Regions from separate parts of the Bombyx mori genome. Here region 1 is linked to region 2. The links are chromatin contacts, called in public Hi-C maps. All regions are on one chromosome and are shown on one strand. The core of a region is the stretch at or near the end of the contact, and the rest is flanking DNA. Distances in the headings are between cores, read along the strand shown.

Region 1 (7,292 bases), core at 1,859-4,358, 160 kb after region 2:
TTGAAGAATCTAAAGATGGCACTCGAACAAGCAACAACCAGGCCGGTCACTGTTTTTGAGAAACAAAGGTATTTGGTAAGTTAAAATTGTTTTTATCTTGTTAAATCCTTGGCCTACGAATTAAATTAATAATATTTTTCGGTCAGTGATATGTGTCCAGGTGGACTGACGACTTAGTGCGCGCGGCGGGAAGTCGTTGGATACGGAAGGCGGAGGACCGCATTATGTGGAAGGCATTGGGGAAGGCCTATGTCCAGCGGTGGGCAGATAAAGGCTGATGATGATGATGATGATGATGATGATGATGATGATATGTGTCCTAATTTTCAGAGGTTTTTATGTTAACTTGAATGTAAAATATCTTATATTAGGCTTTAAAAGATTCCGTTATATAGATATGTACATACATATGACGTAGAACACTTTTTACTGGTGGTAGGACCTCTTGTGAGTCCGCGCGGGTGGGTACCACCACCCCGCCTATTTTTGCCGTGAAGCAGTAATGCGTTTCGGTTTGAAGGGCGGGGCAGCCGTTGTAACTATACTGAGAAATTAGAACTTATATCTCAAGGTGTGTGGCGCATTTACGTTGCAGTCTTGTTGTCTATGGGCTCGAGTTACAAAACAAACAAAAGAAAAACGAGTTAAATAAAACTTATTAATCTGCTTGTTGTTGTGAGCCCACGTGGATCAGCACTACTATTCTGACGATTTCTAGCGTAAAGCAGTAGCGTGTTCTCGTTTGGGACTTATTGTTAATTTCACAAAAGCTGATCACATATTTTAGCCGTTTATTTCTACCCTCACATAGACATAAATACATTATTTTATAATTTACAGTGCACAGTGAAGGTGATGGAAGGCATAGTGCTGCCCCTGGTCATATCCTTAGTTGTGGTGGCGAGCTTCCTGCGTCACGTGTACCATTTGCCCGGCGTGACCCACTGGACGGAGATATACTTTCTCCAGACCATAGCCGCTTCACTGCCCCTATTGCAAATCGTGTTCCCCATAGCTTGGGTCACGCTTAACTGTTACGGATTGGCGAGGTGTGTATAGTTTGTTTTCACGATTTTAGAATTACGATCCCGCCAGTTAAATTTAGATTGAAAAAATATAAACGTACTTGAGATTAACGCTTTATATTGACTCCATTTTGCTGTAAAAGAAACACTGTTCTGTCAGAATGTCACTTCTAATTCAATTTTACATTCATGGCAGGCATGTTGTAATGTGGTACTGTAATGTAATGCCATACATTAATCTGTTATTGTATGACAGTCGAGGTTGTTTAAGGGATAATAAGGCTTTGAATATAATTTTAATAACAAATCTAAGGGCTTCTTTATTTTTATTGCCCTTTTAGGCAGACGATCATACGGCCCACCTGATGGTGAGCGATTACCGTCGCCCATGCACTTCAGCAATGCCAGAGCTAGAGCCAAGTCGCTGCCTACAGTTAAATGAGAAAAATATTAAATGAGAATTTTTATTTTTAGATTCAAGCAAATAGCAGAAACCCGCCAAAAATACGTCCGTCCGAAGTCGTGTTCCATATCAGAGGACGCGAGCGACCCTCTGCTTCAGGCGCTGAGCGAATCCAGTCTGAAACCGGAGAGCATCAAGTCATTAGCAAAGACATTCTTCAACATCTTGACTGGTAGAGAAGACATGGTATCTAGGACTGCTAACATCGTACATGTCCTGGGATCTTTGTCTGTGAGTAGCATTTTAAATTTCATTCCCAACACAGGTACTGTTTAGTGTTATATTTATGCTAAAGACTAAAATATCTTAAACCGGGGTTCGACTCCCACCAGGAAATGAACCTTGACTCTGTTTTCACTCTTACTTATCACTAGACCAAATGGATTATGCATTAAATGTAATGGAGAATGAATGTAGATGGCATCTGTCATTGCTTGGAGTCACTTAGTGAGAATAAGCTATTAAAAGACCAGCCTAATACAAGACCAACCTAATACAACGGCAACCTAATACAAGACTAACCAATATAAGTAAAGTAATAAAATACCAACCTAATACAAGAACAACCTAATACAAGACCAACCTAATACTAGATCAACCTAATACAACGGCAACCTAATACAAGACTAACCAATATAAGTTTAACGTAATACAAAACCAGCCTAATACAATACCAGCCTATATACAAATCATAACTTATTATTTTTCAGGCTCTATCGTGTGTGGACAAAAAGGGGATATTATCATGGCCAAATCCGACGCCGGAGAAAGTGTTTTTCCTTCGTAATTCGGATCCCACATCGCACAACTCGAGCAAAACTAGTCTGGCCGGCTCCCTGGGTCATCCCGGAGATTCGGTACTGGAACAGCCAGATAACAGGCACCACGAACCGTCTACTGTTGTTGAGGTAGGTACCGCCCTATCTGCAAACTGCAATTATGAATTCCTGAGCCACACACGACAATGAAGAATAAAAATCATAAGCCGTAGAAGATTTGTGAAGTGTTAGCATTAAATTGATGACGCGGTTGAGTTCAAATACAACCATTCTATTAGGTACCGTTCATTCCAGTGTCGACGATTAACGTTGTTGCGTTAATATTAAAATTGCGAAATACTTACACTTAATACAAAGCGGGCCGTGAGCACGTCCACCCAACTTAGCTATATAAAAAACTAGCTTTAGCCCGCGACTCCGTCTGCGTGGAATAGTTACTTTGGCATAATGCTAAATTTTACCCCCACTTCATTTACGTAGAAAGCGAAAATGTTTTTGAATTATGGAATGTTAAGAAGCTATTTAAACCCCTATTTTGAAACATTCTTTATTGGTGCTCCACTTGTATTGGCCTTACCTTGATGTTTTATAGCCTATAGCTTTCCTCAATAAATGAATTATCTAACACTGAGATATTTTTTCAAATCAGACCAGTAGTTCCTGAGATTAGCGCGTTCAAACAAACAAACTCTTCAACTTTATAATATTAGTTTAGATAAGACCTAATAACATTGTCCAGTAGTGAAGCGTTGCCCTCCTGCTGCAGGTGTTAGACCTGACCCACGACCAGAACGCGCCGTTCTGCGTGGAGTTCGACGACCAGCGCTGGCGGCGGCACCTGGCGCTGCTGAAGCCGCTGGGGCTGGCGGCGCTGCTCAACACGTGCGCGCCCGCACCCAGACACACGTATGCGCACTTCTGCGCGCACCTCACCTGCGAAGCTCAGTTGAGGTACGATTTTTTTTATTGCTTAGATGTGTGGACGAGCTCACAGCCCACCTGGTGTTAAGTGGTTACTGGAGTCCATAGACATCTACAACGTAAATGCGCTACCCGCCTTGAAATAAGTTCTAAGGTCTCAGTATAGTTACAAAGGCTGCTCCACCCTTCAAACCGAAACGCAGTACTGCTTCACGGCAGAAATAGGCAGGGTGGTGGTACCTACCCGTGCGGGCTCACAAAAGGTCCTACCACCAGTGATTTAAGTACTTCAAGCACCTGTCATCGTTCTCGTCGAACCCGTCGCTTGCGACGAAGGCTTCGACGAGTAAACTAACCCACAGACACAGCCACTGAGTTTCTCACCGGTTCTTCTCAGTGGGTCGCGATTCCGATCCGGTGATAGATTCTGCGAAGCACGGCTCTTGCTAGGGTCAGTGTTAGCATCACTCCGGTTTGAGCCCCGTGAGCTCACCTACTAGTTAAGGTTACGCTGAAATAGCCTCTCAAGGCTATCAGCTTATGTAGGAAAACTAAATAATAAATATATGAGATTTTCTACAATTTACAGTTTTCTGGTGATTGATTACCTTACGGCTTAATTTTTTAGATCAAAACTCCCATGTCGGAAGCGTTTCAAATGAATATACAATCCTATAGTAGTTTGCAATGTTCACTCTGCACATGTCATTAATATTGCGAGCCGTTTATATGGTATTGCTACCGCGAACAAACTTGTATTCTCATATATAATAGAGTGGATGGAGGGGGAGTGGGATATGATGATACAATTTGTTGGTTTTGAGAAAACGGGCAACAAGCTTTTGTTACTTGTAATTTTTCTTCGTACATAACTCCTTCATCGCATGTGTCACGGAACGTAACTTTTGTGCAATGAGTCTGGCAACACGGTCTCAAGAAAAAACACTTGTCAAATAATATGTGAAGTGAACCGGTTGTAGTTTTTAGTTTTTCGTAAGTTAATATTGTAAATGTGCTAAATACACGGTCGTACGGAAGAAAATGTCGTATTAATCGATAGCAAATATTTTCCCTCAAGATCCGTCACAACAAGCAATTTCTAAAAATAGCCTTTAAACCTTCATTCAATGTATAAAATCAAAAATCTTAAAAATAGTACTTAGCCCTTTCATCCACTAATGTCTTCAATTATAACTCATATTTTTATTGTGTCCATATTGATGAAAAATATACAAATTTAGTGATAACAAAATAACAATCCATAAACAAATGATTGAATTTAAAAATAGAATTCCATATTTTTTTAATGAAATTAATTTGAATTTAGAATTTATCACTAGCCTTACTTTCAAACCGGCTAGTGTTGTATAACTTCACATGTAAAGAAAGGTCTAATATGTACATAATAATATATAAAACAGTTTCATAAAAGTGTCTCTTGTAAACTTTAGTGTTCATATTCTCGATTTCTGAAGTCAGCCCAATTATAAGGAACTTTATTAATGTGTCACCGAAATATATTCAAAATTTATTGCAGTGAAGACTTAGTTCCGGTGACAAATCGCCGTTGTCTCTGCGAGCTGGCCAAACAAATAGGATTCACAGATTCCGTCGCTGACGCCTACAGCGTGCAGCACTGTTTGTCAATATTCAGACATTTGGTAAGATATTTAATTGTTGTTTCCTATAAATGCTATGGGTTTATATACGACAAAGGGAAGATCTTCCACCGAGCGGATGATATTTGCTCGGTAGACCGACGGTCCGAATGTTGTTGTTCGGAAACTATATATATGCAAGCTTTTTTTTTTATTGCTTAGATGGGTTGACGAGCTCACAGCCCACCTGGTGTTAAGTGGTTACTCGAGCCCAGAAACATCTACAACGTAAATGCGCCACCCACCTTGAGATATAAGTTCTAAGGTCTCAGTATAGTTACAACAGCTGCCCCATCCTTCAAACCGAAACGCATTACTGCTTCACGGCAGAAATAGGCAGGGTGGTGGTACCTACCCGTGCGGACACACAAGACGTCCTGCGACTAGTAATAAATATTCAATAAGTGGCTCCGTTTGTCCGCCCCGTATGTACGTAGGGTTGGTTGTGTTGTTACAGCGCGCGGACACCATCCGGCGCGAGACGCGTTTCGTGCGCTCACTGCAACTGAGCACTCGGGTCAAGGTTCCCCTGCCGCATATGCTCGCCGTTCTAGTCAAGGACCACGCTAATCAATTGCAAATGCTCACTCAGGTAACCAATCTCGATTAACTTCCTTACATACATTCTTTAACATTCTTTAAAAGAGGCTTGTGGAGAGTATTAAGCGGTAGGCAGCGGCTTAGCTCTGCCCCTGACATTGCTGAAGTCCATGGGCGACGGTAACCACTCACCATCAGGTAGGCCGTATGCTCGTCTGCCTACAAGGGCATTAAAAAAAAACAGTTTGAGGGGAATAAAGATGAGTTAGACTAGGGAGAAATCTAGGATCAATCCTAGTCCTCGGGGTGGCGCCGCGTGTCTGGTTGTAGTGTTGACCGCGGGAACCCCCCTACTCTGACCGGGTTTTGACCCCGGACGGAGATCGGACGCCGGGTGTAAGAGTGCAGGGGAGTCGTTTAGTGGGTGGGCCCTAAATTCCTTGGGCCCGCGGTCTGCTCTCAACACCTGCAGATCGTTGAGTCTCACATACCCCGCGCGCCCCCTAGGCGCGGGGACCTCGTAGGAGGTTCGGCCCTCGGCCCGGAAAAAAAAAAAAAAAAAAAAAAAAAAAGGGAGAAATCTAGGATGTTACAATACTATTGTTGAGTATTTAGATTTAACTTTGTTGAACTGAAAATGACTTAAAATTAGTGTTTAAAAATTTTAAATAGGTTAATTTGGTCATCAAAGTTTTGTAACTCATTAAAGGTATTAAAAAGTTAATTACCTAAAGTTATGTAGGTACCTAGCTAACAACTAAATAGTGCCAGGCCTATCGAAAAACTCTATTGTCCCCATACGTAACTTGATTCACCCAAAGGCCGAAGTGAATCGGGTCAAGCTAGTTTTTTCAGTTTTTGTGTATGCTTTGTAATGAACTATGTATAATAACGCATCGTATATAAAAATTATAAACCTTCCTCATGAACCATTTTAATCTCAATTTTATTGGTATTACCCTAAGAAAAAACCCTTGAAAATTTGTGTTGGAATTGGAAAGGGTCCCGATTCCCCCCAAATCTACGGTACAGCCTTTAACAATAATAGAACTACATCGCGAATGTTGGATTAATGTCATTAAATCATGTGCGTCTCGGAGGACTACACCTAATTTGAATACCATTTGTTTAAAAAATAATAGAACAAGAACTAAAAAAACATAATTCGACGCTTGAAAGGCAAACGTGACTAAGCGACAATGCGTGAACTTTACAGTAGACTAATTTAAAGTTGAAATACCTGAAAAAAAATCTATTTTAACGAATCTAGCTGTAGGATTGAAATGATTTTAATAGACCTAGAAATATATATTTTTTTGCGCATCGAATATGGTTATTGCCTATCATTTATGTACAAAGCAGTTATTGTCGCTTAGTCACGTTTGCCTTTCAAGCGTCGATATACATCTCCATTGGTGGAAAAGTAGGTATTCCTGAAATAATGTTGCCAATAACAAAAAAAACGAAAATACACATTGATGTTTACTTGTTGACATTCACAATCATAAAACATTGATTCGTATGAATTTATCGACACATATATCATAACATTTAAAATAGAACTGCTAAATAACTATTATCTTAAAGTGGACATTGGATTTGCACAATTAAAAACTACCCTCTTGTAAGTTGGGAATTGAAACTTATGGGTACAATTCCCAACCGATTCTGGGCTACATAAATTACTTTTAATGATCTGATCTATTTCATAACATGTCGCTTTTCAGGGTACCGCAGATATAGTGTTAGACTCGTGCGTAGATTACTGGAACGGGCGGGACTTAACACCGATATCTGCTTCCGACCGAAAGAAGATCATAGATTTTTACCAAAGAAACTCACTGACGGCCTATTGTACCGCTTTCGCTTACAAGTAAGTAAATGGTGTAAAGAAAAATGGCGGAAT
Region 2 (6,609 bases), core at 1,238-3,737:
GAGATAGGAGAGTTTTTATCTCAATTTATAATCACAATACATTTTTATTGAAAATTATTTGTTTGAGCTGTAGAAGTTCGTAACAGATGGCGGTGTAGATTCGTTTATCGAAATGATACTTTGCGTTTGAGTTAGATAAGTATCTAATAGATAGAGTTTTATTAAAAGTCCAAAAGTTTCATTTACGCTACAATTTGTGTGTTTATATATTTAAATAAAGACCAAGGCTTTATCTTTTTATTGATCTTGAATCATTGAAGTTGGCGCTCTAAAGATAATTTCTGTAATAATACCGTCAGCGTACAATGACGCGATAGTTTAAAAAAATCGATATTTTTACTCATTCAGCCAGTCATATTGAAGCATGGCCAGGCTTACTGGTTTATACATAAAATCCTTTCGTCCGAAAGGTTTGCACTGACAAAAATATAATATTGTATAGTATAAAACGATTCGAATTGTCGCAACTCGTATGTGAGTCCACATCACTAACGGGACGCGTTGCTCTCCCTGTATCTGGCCCGCGCGGTGGGGGACGACGACGCGGCGCGACTGCGCGGACTCTTGCGGTGTTGCCCGCGATCCGACTGGACACTCTCCGCTTTCTCTTCTAAACAAAAGGAGAGTTCTAAGCTTTCATTGTAGAGCTCGCATATGCCACTTAGTTTTTTTTCAGGGATTTTATGACCTGGTAACTAAGACCTTTAGGTGATGTCTTATTTTAATTTATATTCTTATTATATGGATGGAAATATGGAGTGAAATTAAATGATATGGGATAAAATATAATCTTAGTAAAATGGTGGTCATTTACTGAGATTTTTCAGTGGACTTTTTGGAGGATCCCGAAAAGTTACGTCTAGCGGCTTTGTTTCATTTTCCCACATTTGTGCACTTCCACGAATACTAAACGGTTTATAAATCACCGTTATTACACATTTAAACCTCAAGAAACACTAAATAGACAAAATAAAACAAATCACACAACTTCACTCCTCGCGTTCCCGCCAAAAGTCTATAACGGCTTAGCACGTATACAGATTACATATTCACAGATTATATCACCTATAAAATTCAAAAGGAAATAGTCAATTAAAAAAAAAATAACATATTTTGGTCGATTTATTTAGGCAGGTATTAATCGACAATAACAAACTATTACATCTCAATGGAAAGGCAACACGTTACAAGTTTGTAATATAGTATATTGAAATGCAACCAGCATTACGCTTAAACAGAACAATTTTTAATAAGATGCCTCCAATGAACACTACTCTAACTCAAAATTTTGAAACTTTCGTTTTTCACGCAAATCGCTTCACTATTTTAAAAGTATTACAAATCATTATTGATTGGGTTAGAAGCAAGAGTAAATCAGCTAGTTACACAAACAAAACCATAAATATATCTGCAATAATAAAGATTTTATCAACTTTTTTCGTTTAAACGCTCCTTTTTTTTATTTTTTTTTATGGCTTAGATGGGTGGACGAGCTCACAGCCCACCTGGTGTTAAGTTACTGGAGCCCATAGACATCTACGACGTAAATGCGCCACCCACCTTGAGATACAAGTTCTAAAGTCTCAGTATAGTTACAACGGCTGCCCCACCCTTCAAACCGAAACGCATTACTGCTTCACGGCAGAAATAGGCGGGGCGGCGGTACCTACCCGCGCGGACTCACAAGTGGTCCTACCACCAGTAATTCTCTGTAAACCTACGAATTTGGAGTTAGCGTAGTGTTCATTGGAGGCATCGAATACAGAATGTACTTTCTCGACTACATACCGCATTACGTATGTCGTGACGGAATGAACGAGGTCATCTTAATTACAATGCGTTCGGCTATTTTTTTTAAGAAGTACAAAAATAAAGATTATAATATACACTTTTTTTAAATCTTTAATTGAAGTTGTAATTTTAAAGTGACTTTTCATTCCGACACGCATTTGGTAGAATTTTTTTCTAATTTAACTATGCCATTTCAAAAATGACACAGAAAACAAAAATACTAAAGAATATTTTCGTTCTGGCAACAAACAACTCTACAACAAATTCCAACATAAATAATGTCAAGTTTCAATACAAATTTAAAAACTTCTTAAAAATCTTTCATAAATTTTTCATCACATTTTTACAACAAATTTAATATGTGAACGCAATTTCAGTCTACACTTTTAAAATAAAAGAGTAAATACTAGCTACAACTATTGTCTATGGATTTCATATCTGCGATATTCGTATCTGTGGAGTTTTTGAATCGTTTAGTGCACAGCGATGTACCAGGCTGGAAGCTGTGCGTCGATATTCTCCTCTCCTTCTGCTTGGCTCGGCTGGCGGCCTTCATCTCCATCTCGACGCAGTGCTCCGCGAACATCAGCTGCAGAGGCGCGTACATGTGCGGCAGCAGGGCCAAGTCGCTCATTGTCACCTGAAAACAATGTACAGTAGATTGGGGGGAATAGAGTCTAGAGTTAGAATAGGGACAAAACTGGGATGTCAAGCAAGGCCAGGTCGCTCATTGTCACCTGAAAACAATGTACAGTAGATTGGGGTGAATAGAGACTAGAGTTAGAATAGGGACAAAACTGGGATGTTACAATACTTTTGTTGAGTTGTTAGATTTAACTTTGTTGAACTGAAAATGATTAAGAATATTAAATAATTTAATTTAGTCATCAAAGATTTGTAGCTCATTAAAGATATTAGAAAGTTAGGTTAGGAAAAACTCTGTTGTCCCCGTACGTAACCTGATTCACCCAAAGCTATTTTTTTAAATTTTTGTATATGTTTTGTAATGAACTGCCTATTTCTGCCGTGAAGCAGTAATGCGTTTCAGTTTGAAGGGTGGGGTAGCCATCTTAGAACTTATATCTCAAGGTGGGTGGCGCATTTACGTTGTAGATGTCTATGGGCTCCAGTAACCACTTAGCACGAGGAGGGCTGTGAGCTCGTCCACCCATCTAAGCAATAAACAAACATGCGCGTAACGGAAGAAATTAAGATGGCGCGTAACCGAAAAACGTTACATACGTTTTTCCTCCCTACGTCGATAAAGAAGTTTCACTTAAAAAAAAAAGTAATATGTTAGTTGAGGCATGCGGTCGTACCTGCATGTTGTCGAAGGCGACGCCGACGCTGCGGTTGTCGGTGAGCATGCGCGCGCTGAGCCGCGGCAGGCGCGCGTACCGCTGGCTGAAGTGCGTGAGCAGCGTGTAGGCGGCGCGCATCTGCCGGCCCGCCGCGATCGCCTGCGACGTCGTCGAGTGCATCTTCATCCGCGCCTCCAGCGCCAGCTCGTCCTCCATCGTCGCTTCGTGGATCAACAGGGTTGAATTCTCACCTAACAAAAAATAAATGTTTTTTTCATCTGTACCTACAACACCGAACTCACAAAAACTCACAAACGCCCCGCCAGTCGGACTTTTAGTGCTAAAAACTCTAATAAGCGAAAATCTTTGGAATTTTCAATCGAATTTAGAACTTACCAATTTTAATTAGTTCCTCACAGGGCAAAGTGTCGCCCGAATATGTGATCTTGTGCGTCCCGTCCAAGTCTATGGCGACTCCGAAGGCGTTGGGGCAGTGAGATACTAAGCACGTTTTGATAGCTTGAACTCCTATCCTGGCTAGGATTGCTGACGTCATTTCCTCTGTGCTACTATCGTAAAGCTGAAAATAGATTAAATCCTGTTAAATCTTTGTATATAAAAATGAACTGCTGTTCGTTAGTCACGTTAAAACTCGAGAACGGCTGGACCGATTTGGCTAATTTTGGTTTTGAATTATTTGTGGAAGTCCAGAGAAGGTTTAAAAAAAAATGTTAATGCTCGGAATTAAATAAAAATAATTTTGTTTTCCCTTTGATGTGCCCCTCGTCGAATGGATTTCTTTTGTTTGTTTTAAGTTTATTTTATACAATAGTTAGATCTTTTATTTATCGACTGAGGCACTACGAAGTCTGCCGGGTCAGCTGGTCGAGGATAAAAATTCGAAGAAATTATGGCAGAATGGGTTTAAGCCCACAATACTAAAGCAGGGTTAAAGGACAAAGGTCACTCAGTACCCGAAAGCTAAATTAACTCACCAAACTCTGATTAGGTATTAGCGTATAGTCATTTTGTATCCTCTCAAACTGTTGGTTGTAGACGGACAGCCAGGACACGATCTGGCCGGGCGCTAGTAGGTACGCGGCCTCGGGGGTCGCGGAGGATTCTTCGAAAGCTTCTCGCCGAGCTTGCAGTAGTCCTATTAGACCTGCACAACAAATTAATGTATAGGAAATGTCTTTTCAAGTGAAAACTTCTTTAGCATCGTTGTGATTCTAATGTCGATGAAACGAAAAAGCGAGAGTAAGAAGAGACAGACACAAATTAATTTCATAATATTTAACATGGAAGAAAATGAGATAGGAAACATTATACAAGTGTTTCTTATATTGTGCTCTACTTCATACCTAATATTCGTACTTAATACATTCTGAATAAATCTATTTAACTTATACGAAGAAAATGTAAAATAATTATCAAACTTTGTATCACTATGATCATTACTAAAACCTACAATTGAGTCGACTATTATCAAAGCCGGCAATGTGACTTTTGGACAATTATTGGTAAATCAGAAAAACGAATTATTGACTTGGTATTCCATTGGCAGTCACAAAACTCTTCTGAACGACATCTTAGATAAATAACAGGTTAAGTATTAACCTTTATTTAATGCAGGTTTTGAACCGTATTCTTTGAAGGAGACGAATATATTCAAATCAATCTGTATCGACATATCAATAACATTTTTTTGTCCAAATGCACAGATTGCCACCTTTGATAATAGACGACTCAATTATCCTCTTCTCGAAATTTTAAATTTGTCTCATTATCTTGAACCCAAAATTTGTTAAGGTTTCACTTCTACCATGTGTGAATTGCACAGATGTTTATTTTTTATTTTTTATTGTACTAATTTGACAGAAATATGCAGTAGTGGCATTACAACTGTTTATTGCGTAACCCGTCAGCGCGCTTCTCTGACTCGCCATCACAAACAAATGATCACCGCACAGACGCCATACAAATATTTACATACACACGCACTGGGTATAAAAGTACCATTACTGAAATTTCTAAAGACAAACTACTTTTACTAACAATAGCTTTTCCACTTGGTCTAAATACACGGACGAGCTGGCTAGTCTTCACCAGAGCACATACACATCACATTATTCATCCAAAGACAAAATCCCAATTATATTTGCAATTGGAATGAGGTTGCTTCAAAGCAAAATAATTCTGAAATGCTTAGCTGTGCGTTTTCGCAATACGCTCTACAATTACAACAGATTCAAGAAAGCAACGTTTTTCATAAGATTTAGGAATAGCCACAGCGTAGCGTCACTGAGTTTCAGTAATCCTATTAAAACTTGTTTATAATATGGAATAGAGAACTCACCGATATGATGGTCAGCGTGAAGATGTGAAATGTAAATAGCCTTCACCGTCCTCAAGAAGGCATTGACTTTCTTCGGTCCGTAGAACCTGACCATTTGACCGAACGAACCTTCACCGCAGTCCAACACTATTGAACTGTGTTCGCTGTGAATTAAAGGTAAAAGTTACAATAACATAATCTTGAATAGCAACGTAACACAAATAGACTGAGGATACCAATAAGAGCCATATTTAACAAGAATATTTTTAAAATTAAGAATTACAATTTTAAATCCTCATTTAAAATGAAAAAAAGTTCTATGTTCATATTTATGTCGAACTAAATAACAATCCCAGCACGACGTGTAATCAGGTATTTTCATTTGTCTAAAGATCAATTTGTCTTTGTTTTTGGCCTTAAGTTGTTCAATGGCTTCACAAATATAGTAGATTTTAAAATCAAATCAAATCAAACTTTATTAGCAAAAACACAGTTTACAAAGTTGTTAATAGTTATTTTATAGAACAGCGTGTTTCTACCGGGTCGGCGTGCAAATATTATTCAAAATTATTCACATTAAATGCAGTCAGTAAATATATTAATTAATTAAAATATCAAACAACAAATAAATTAATTGAATAAGAATTCGTTATTTAGGTCATAAAACGAAAACAAAGAACAGAAAGAAGCGAATTTAAAATTAACATAATTATTTATCATTTAAAAAATCGTTAACTGTGTAATAACATCTTAAGGTTAATAATTTTTTCAAGTTCTTTTTAAATAAAAATAATTTGTCTTTTAAATGGCCCGATAACTGTTGCCCGTATGAAATTCCGGTTGGTCAGTTTAAAAACTCACTCGACATGCAGCACAAAGCAGCTGGTGTTCCTCGTCTTGCTGGGTATACAGGAACCGGTGCCCAAGAAGACGAGCTTCGGGTATTCCTTCTGTGCACCGTTGTTGTACCGGATCCCTTCGACCACATGCCGGAATTGCTCGAGGCTGCTGACGAACCCGTCCACGTCCATCGTCTCTTGGATGTAGTCTTGTATGTGGAGTTTTGGTTCGGCTGATCTGGAATAGGGACACTTTCACAAGAGACCTTAAGAGCGAAGTCATATTTTCCCTTTATGTAATTCTTTTTTCCTACCTATGCTGATAGCCTTGAGAGGCTAT

Evidence for each region. A called contact is a pair of places that touch in the nucleus more often than the background predicts.
Region 1: a contact with region 2 is called in a Hi-C map of whole pupa, with 2.8 times the contacts expected there. The contact joins two enhancer-like sites. A contact is called at or near these places in 2 of 7 Hi-C or Micro-C datasets (both in whole pupa).

The regions. Positions count from the first base shown.
Region 1 is chr17:3,021,508-3,028,799 of ASM3026992v2, forward strand. It overlaps LOC101741898 (transmembrane protein 94), which reads left to right. Exons shown (of 29, transcript XM_062673273.1): 7 at 1-75; 8 at 841-1,049; 9 at 1,500-1,719; 10 at 2,199-2,396; 11 at 3,034-3,218; 12 at 4,726-4,849; 13 at 5,304-5,438; 14 at 7,114-7,259. Among protein-coding and RNA genes, the nearest start is that of LOC119630823, 12 kb to the left of the region's middle. Within about 2 kb of position 3,109, at least 2 of the 8 cell types and tissues checked have open chromatin away from gene starts, as enhancers often do.
Region 2 is chr17:2,864,019-2,870,627 of ASM3026992v2, forward strand. It overlaps LOC101744488 (ribonuclease Z, mitochondrial), which reads right to left. Exons shown (of 27, transcript XM_062673269.1): 10 at 6,292-6,507; 11 at 5,452-5,594; 12 at 4,088-4,257; 13 at 3,489-3,672; 14 at 3,111-3,343; 15 at 2,284-2,431; 16 at 494-610. Among protein-coding and RNA genes, the nearest start is that of LOC101744488, 12 kb to the right of the region's middle. Within about 2 kb of position 2,488, at least 4 of the 8 cell types and tissues checked have open chromatin away from gene starts, as enhancers often do.